2 separate regions of the Danio rerio genome follow, and region 2 is linked to region 1. Evidence: chromatin contacts called from public HiChIP or PLAC-seq data. All regions are on one chromosome and are shown on one strand. Each heading gives the region's core, a stretch centred on a gene start, on an enhancer-like site or on the middle of the called end of the contact. The rest is flanking DNA. Distances are from core to core; before and after follow the strand shown. Region 1 holds the start of galns (galactosamine (N-acetyl)-6-sulfatase). Region 2 holds the start of cdh15 (cadherin 15, type 1, M-cadherin (myotubule)).

The links. HiChIP or PLAC-seq counts read pairs in DNA pulled down with a chosen protein or histone mark.
Region 2: an H3K4me3 HiChIP or PLAC-seq map of embryo shows a contact between it and region 1, with 5 times the contacts expected there. The contact joins the promoter of cdh15 here to the promoter of galns in region 1. A contact is called at or near these places in 1 of 18 Hi-C or Micro-C datasets (hematopoietic stem cells) and 1 of 4 datasets of contacts at active chromatin or transcription factors (embryo).

Annotation. Positions count from the first base shown.
Region 1 is chr7:56,590,844-56,594,754 of GRCz12tu, forward strand. It overlaps galns (galactosamine (N-acetyl)-6-sulfatase), which reads right to left and starts at 2,640. Exons shown (of 14, transcript NM_001080641.2): 1 at 2,380-2,640. The coding sequence starts at 2,472. trappc2l (trafficking protein particle complex subunit 2L) reads left to right here and starts at 2,648. Exons shown (of 5, transcript NM_001003506.2): 1 at 2,648-2,706. The coding sequence starts at 2,674.
Region 2 is chr7:57,094,484-57,098,413 of GRCz12tu, forward strand. cdh15 (cadherin 15, type 1, M-cadherin (myotubule)) reads left to right here and starts at 1,290. Exons shown (of 14, transcript NM_212606.2): 1 at 1,290-1,405. The coding sequence starts at 1,358.

The DNA.
Region 1 (3,911 bases), core at 1,390-3,889:
ATCTTTCTATTCTTATAATGATGTTCTGTGACCAAACTCTTATTTTAATGGATATAACTAATGTTTTGTTTAAATGCATCAAAATATATTGGCTCTATTAACTGAGAAATGAATAAAAATATTTATTTTCAAAAGGGGGTGTACTCATTTATGCTGAGCACTGTACATTTAAAGCATACAAGAAATAAATAGAGCCAGTTTTGCAATTCACATACTTTCACATAAATCAAATCACTTTTATTGTCACATCGCCAGCAGCACATGTGCCATAATCGGTGAATAACTTAGGTGCAGGCTCTAGACAGTGCAAAATACAGCAACACATTTGAGACAATAAACAGGATACAAATAAACATAATACAGTGCAAAATACAATGCCATACATTTTCTTTAAGACAGCATAGATGTAAATATATGTCTGCATGTACAATCATACAGTCTGCACATACATAGATAATAAATATGTACAGTAAAAAGGCACACGTTACACAAAAAGATGCAGTAGGTGGAAAATTAAAGAAGTTTAAATGATGATAGGAAAAAAAATGTGTGTGTGTGTGTGTGTGTCTATATATATATATATATATATATATATATATATATATATATATATATATATATATATATATATATATATATATATATATAATCATCATGAGTATATAATATCTAAGGGCATTTTTACCATAATTTCATTTTTAACATAGTCATACACTGAAATCTAATTTAGTCCAATAACAGTTTATACTATTTTATAATACTCAACTTTACCAACAATACCACAACCTTGTGACGCAAGTTTTAAATAAGAAATATTCAGCAGATTCCTAAAATTGTTTTTAAATCTTTATGTATATTATGTTTCAAACCACAAAGTCTCAACCATTTGCCAGAAAAAAATATCTTCATTTTAAATATAGTATGACCACATACTTTTGGATATATTTTAACAATGCCGTTTCATTTCCACATTCATGCTGAAAGATGACGAAACTTTATTTTACTCACATTTGTTATTTCCATTCTTGCAAACCTTATTCAAAATATAAAAGTTGACTCTTTTTTTGCATTTGAGTTATTTTTTTCATGCATATAAAATCACATTTGTAAAATTATGTTAAATGCGAACACCAAAATGGGATGATTTATCTTTAATCCACAGTTTAGCTAAGATCTGCTTCTCTTACAATCTTGGACAGACACTTCTATCCAAAATCCCAAAGCAATCAACCATTTATTTATCACACACAAACAGATTGAAGTAAAGTTGGTTTTATATTGGGCGATGCGGTGGCGCAGTGGGTAGCACGTTCGCCTCACAGCAAGAAGGTCACTGGTTCGAGCATCGGCTGCATCATTTGGCATTTCTGTGTGGAGTGTGCATGTTCTCTCCCTATGTTTGCGTGGGTTTCCTTCGGGTGCTCCGATTTCCCACACAAGTCCAAAGACATGGTACAGGTGAATTGGGAAGGCAAAATTGTCCGTAGTGTATGTGTGTAAATGAGTGTGTATGGATGTTTTCTAGTGATGGCTTCCAGCTGGAAGGGCATCCACTGCGTAAAACATGTGCTGGATAAGTTGGTGGTTCATTCCAATGTGGCGACCCTGGATTAATAAAGGGACTAAGCCAAAAAGAAAATGAATGAATGGATGAATGGTTTTAAATTCGCACATTTGTTCAGTGACAACTTGTGGTATGCTCCCTATATTGTTTACCATGGTACTTTGAATATTCAGCCTGGAATCACTTGTAGGTATGACTTCAAAACAACATTACCACCATTTACTTGACTGTGAACCATATGTTGTACTAGTCATTGGCTGCTAATATGATTTCACTGTTTAGAATTAGCAAAGAATAATTTTCTGAAATTATATTATTAAGAAGAAAATCTGAATGAGTGAATATAAAACCAACTTTACCTCAATCTCAAACAGCAGTTCAATTCAAGCAAGCTCTGGGAATTGAATCAAAGACCTTAGTGTTGCTCACACTACGTTCGACAGTTGTATATAATCAATATTAATGAGCATAATAATGATAATTGGACCATAAAATTCAACATTTTTAATGAACAGTACATATTCTGATGTACGACTGTGTGTAAAACATCCCAGGGTTAATCTGAATGGCATTTTTGATTTAAAAACAGACAAATAGGTCAACATTTAAAATATAGTTTTCGATATTGTGGTAAACACAGCATATTATAACATAAAACTACTAATTAAAAACAGAATATGAACAACAGAAACATTCTCATATTTAAAGATATTGCACTTAGTAGTGAAATAATCTAAACAAACTGCAAGTGTATTAGTGATTTTGAGTCAGTTGGTCAGTTAAACTTTGAATTAAAAGACACGGGAAAAACTTACATCATCCATAAGCATGATGATGATGTTTGGACTTCCTGAAGTCTGACACACATATACTGTCCATAACACACAGATGACAGCCTGAAGACACATCGTAACCCCTTTTCAAAGCTTTGTGAAATACACAACAGATGCTAACTTTCAGGAATCGGAACTGTAAAGAGTACTATGCGTTCTACATTATAAAATGTGTTTGTTCGCATCACGAGAAGTATTGCACACTGTCACAAGCGCGATAAAACTAATAATCATGTGACTTTCGCGTGTCACGTGATCGCGGGGTGTAGCGTCATCATGGCGGTGTGCATAGCAGTCATTGCAAAGGAGGTAAATGCTAACGTGTTATATATTTTACATTAAATGTGTTTTATAAATATGTATCGAAGCATACGGTACTTTAAATCTGACACAATTAATTATTTAGATTTGGTGGATTTTTTTACGAAGAGTTCCTGATACGTGTCGCTATTGGGAAGACATTGCGACGTTCAATGTTTACATGCGTGTTTTGACAGTTTAATATTGAAAACGTTGAAATTAAAGTAGTGCTGGTGTAATTAGGATACAAGAAACCATGTTTGAGGTGTTTTTGCACAACCCTAAATTGTTTTAGAGTGATGTCTTGTAACGTTAAAGCTTGACCTTACGAGTGTTTTTTTCATGATCCGAGTCGGTTTTGCGTGTCAGACTCTTAAAACGTTAAGATTCTAATGTGTGTTACAAATTAATGTAGTTTATGTATAACTACATATCCCTAACATGCGTGGATTAGTGTAGAAAGTGTTGTTGCCACACTACCGGATGGGCTGCAATAGTAGTAGAGTTGTCACACAAAACATGGACGACTGCTAAAAAATAAATAAAAAGACCCGTACGTTGATTGAGGTTAAGTTGGTTATCATTAAAACAAAAACTTTTTAATGTGGTGTCAGGATCACACTGTATCCAAGAGATTGGTCAAAATAAATTATTGTGCTGGTTAAAAGGTTAAAGCACATCAAATACATTTTGAAGCATTGAAGAAATGCTCAGAAAAAATGTTGTGCATGTATCTACATGCGTCCAGTAGAAATGCTCTGAAAAAAATTGCTATAAATTAAAAATGTAATCAAATTCACAAAAGTGTGTATAAACATTAAACAAATATCTTAATCAAAGTATCTTTTTTATTGTAAAAAACAAAGCATACAAAAAAATTAGTCTTTTAATGTCATCAGATGGTTAAATGTGCCTGACAAGGTTATTTGGTGTATAATAAACAGTTACAAATTAGGATTAGAAATATTAGTCATTGTTTCTCATTGAGAAAAAAAAAATTATTAATTTTCTTTTTGGCTAGGTCCCTTTATTCATCTGGGGTTGCCACAGCAGAAGGAACCGCCAAATTATCCAGCATCCAGGATGCCTTTCCAGCTGCAACCCATCACTAGGAAACACCCATACGCACACTACGAACAATTTTAGCACACCCACACAAACACGGGCGAACATGCAAACTCCACACAGAAATGGCAACTGACCCAACCAAGGCG
Region 2 (3,930 bases), core at 40-2,539, 500 kb after region 1:
CAAATAAGTAGTACTAACTTTTTATTTGATTGAGAAAAAGTGTTATTACCTCCCAGAAGGTACCTCCCGTCTTTAGCGTCTGCGCTCCTATAGAGCATCTCACTCTTCCAAAAGCCACTGTGTGTTTTCTGATGAGCAAGTCATTTATTATATAAGAAAAAAGCAACCCAGACTCATTCAGAAAACGTTGTCCTGTGGATGTTTCTGTAGACTGCGAATTATGTAGCCGGAGGTTCGTATGGCTGCATTTAATTTTTGAAGCAAACGCTATGGGGCGGAATGACGCCGTTCCTTTTCGCTTACCGACTGTACACGACGACGATGACCGGGTTTGAGTCCAGGGAAGAGTGGTTCCCGAAATCAGGTAAGACAAAAACAGAATCCAAAAAATAAAGTGAACAAGTTCATTACAGGGTGAAAATGTGGTAAAATCGGAAACTCCCTAGCTTTTCTTTTTCTGGACGGCTTTTGTAAATTGTTGGTCGGGTTTAGGGAAGTAAGCGTGCAGGCGAGGCAATCAGTGAAACTGGTAGGGTTTAGGGAAGAAGGAGGGTAGTTCAGTCGATTGGCTGGTTGTCCAATCATTCATTCAGTCAGTCAGACAGATGTTCTCCAGTGGGTTTACGTGAGAACAGCGTGGGTGCGAACAGCACTCATAAGTGACATTTAAGATAAAAAAAGCACACACATCGACTTCTTGTGGATTCACGAAAACAAAAACTGCAAAAATACACACCTCCCGGGACGTACATCGCGGTCTCCAGAAACGTCCACAGGACTACGATTTCAGAATGGGCCTGGGTTGGAAAGAAAAGGCCCTCGATGACTTCTTCTACCACAGCAAATTGCATTTTTCTTGTTGATATTTGGTGCCAGATTATCATGACGTCACGATTTTGTTCTCTTTGACTCATTGGACAGAATCAGTTTTCACAAATGTTTTGTGCCATATTTCAGTTGGAATGGAAACGTACTAATACTCAAGCTGATTTGTATTAAGGATGAATTTAATGTGACAATGTTTACTTCATGTAGTTTTTAGTGTTCTTTATTATGAGTATCTGCATGTGTTTGAATGGGTCAAGGATTGTGAAGTAGATGGGTGTGTGTATGTGTGTGTGTGTGTGTGTGTGTGTGTGTGTGTGTGTGTGTGTGTGTGTGTGTGTGTGTGTGTGTGTGTGAGTGTATTGTGGGGGCAGGGTTCTTCACACATGTGCTGTCACTCAAGCCCTGCACACACACACATACACGAGGAACCTCAGTGTCTTGCTGCACACTTTACTTCAGTCGCCGGACACTGGTGTTGTATGGTTTGGCAGTGGTTTACTGTGGTCATTGAGGATCAAAAAGGCTAAAGATGAAGGCAGTGGTGGTTTTGGCGGCACTGCTGACTATTGTGTGTCAGGTGAGTTCAGCTTTACCTTCTACGTTTTTATCAGTGTATGCTGCACATTTTAATGCAAGGCCCTAATCCATTTCGGCACAGTACAATAATAAAAATGTGGAATGTTAATATAATATTCATATATATGATGCAATTAAGCAATAAAAAGAGAGATGTTTATAGATTGAATCATGCAGAGAATATGAAATGTAACATTAAAACATAACAATCATAACTCCATAAAACATTTTTGCTGCTTGTTCAAAAATGTTTTGGATTTTGGGGGAAGGTAACTTAATTGTTTTATGTTTAATCAACTTAAAATTGTAAAAACCATGAAGTTAACTTAATTGATTTGCATTGGGATGATATCAAGAGCTTTTTTTACACTGATCATAAGATTTTTTATTGATACTACTTAAGCTGTTCAGAAGCAACTGACCTACTCTCACAGATGTGTCTATATGTATTTCACAAACAGACATTTTTCCCAGTCGTATTTAAAAGAGAAGGGTTAACATTGTCTTTTATATTTACAGAGCAAATTGCTCAATGAATTATAAAAATGCTGGGTTCAACATAATACCTTTATGTTGTCCCTACACAAATCAATTAAGTAGGCTTAATTATTTTTACAAATTTAAGTCGATTGAACATAAAACAATTAGGCTAACCTAATTAATTTGTGTCAATGAAGAATTGTGTTAACTTACTTTACAGTTGAAATCAGAATTAATAAACCCCCTTTGATTTTTTTTCTTTTTTAAATATTTTCCAAATTATGCTTAACTGAGCAGCGAAATTTTCACAGTATGTCTGATAATATTTTTTCTTCTGGAGAAAGTCTTATTTGTTTTATTTCGGCCAGTTTTAAATTTAAAAAAAAAACATTTTAAGGTCAACATTATTTGCCCCTTTAAGCAATATTTGTTTTGATTGTCTCAAACCATGGTTATACAATAGCATACCTAATTAGCCTAACCTGCCAAGTTAAGCCTTTAAATGTCACTTTAAGCTGTATAGAAGTGCCTTGAAAAAGATCTAGTGAAATATTATTTACTGTCATCATGGCAACGATAAAATAAATCAGTTATTAGAAATTAGTTATTAAAACTTTAATGTTTAGAAATGTGTTGAAAAAATCTGCTCTTCGTTAAACAGAAACTGGGGGGGGGAAGGGGTTAACAGGGAGGCTAATAATGCTTCAACTGTTAGTAGTTTGAACAAGCAGCAATTTTTGGCATAAAGTAAATCTACTGTAATAAATGCTTCAAGGTTGAAAAATTAATTTTCGAAAACAACTTTAAAATTCATGTTCACCGACTAAATTTGTAATTAAAAGTGTGTGTTTTGTTGTTTGTTGTTGTTTTTATTACAGTAACTTCTCAAACAATAAGCGTAATTAATACATTCTTGAGCCAAAATCACCCAAACATGAGATGTTTATTAATGTAATGGTTATTAATAGTTAATATATTAATATATTAGTATTATTCATGTGTTAGTATTCATTAATAACATACTAAAACTAAGTTGCTCTTTCCTTTTTTAACCATAACTCTCTAAATAATTTTCTCCAACTCATGATTGTTTAAAAACAGTTCAAATTCTCAAATATTATAATTAGTATGTTTGGTAATTATCATCATTATGTATTTTAACACTAGATGAAAGTGTGGTGAAAAAAGTAATACATTACAATCTTAAGTCCCTTGTTTTAAAGGAACTAAATGTGTTAATAAAAGTAATGTGAAAATATGCTGGTATTTTTGTGTTTTTGAGTAAAGTCAACTAAATAGGTCCAAGTTACAATGTATACTTACTTTATTTTTAAGAAAAGTAACTTGTTATTTTAAGACAATGTTGTTGTTCACTTTAAGTAACTTATCACTTTTTACAGAGTAAAGCAGCTGCTAAATTATTTCGGTGAGATGCCAAAATACACACAGGGGACCTATTATGCAAAAATCATTTTCAATAAGAGGCTTGAACACAGTTGTGTACATATAACTAGCTTCTAATGGTAAAAATACATTAATTGTATTTTTTATAATCACACTTCATTAAAACAGTCTGTAGAAACACAACGTAGGACGTTGATCTTGTTTTTGAATCCCGTTTTACTGCTATATAATGTAATTACCATAGTTAGATTGTAATCTTAGCAGCTTGACACATTAACAGACTGGTTTGCTGTCACAAATGTTTTCTTTGGCATATTTCGATTCTTTTCGTATTTTCTTCCTCATGTTTTAGAGAAAAAAGTTTGAGAATGTCTTTGATTATTACAGCACAAGTTGCTTAGTAAAGTCAAATGTTATAAACTTAAAACGATGAAGGTACTGTAATAAAAGCTTCATAGTTTTCGATGGAAATCAATGTTTAAATAGAAGGCTATTTCACTTGATTAGCCCTAAAGGCTAAAGATTCTGTGTTTAGGAAGTGGTTACAGTTTTGACCTTGGGCCACATCTGCTAAAATCATCTATAGTGCTGCAGTGTCAAGTAATTGATTGTTAACATTGTCTTCAACTGGCTGCAATTACT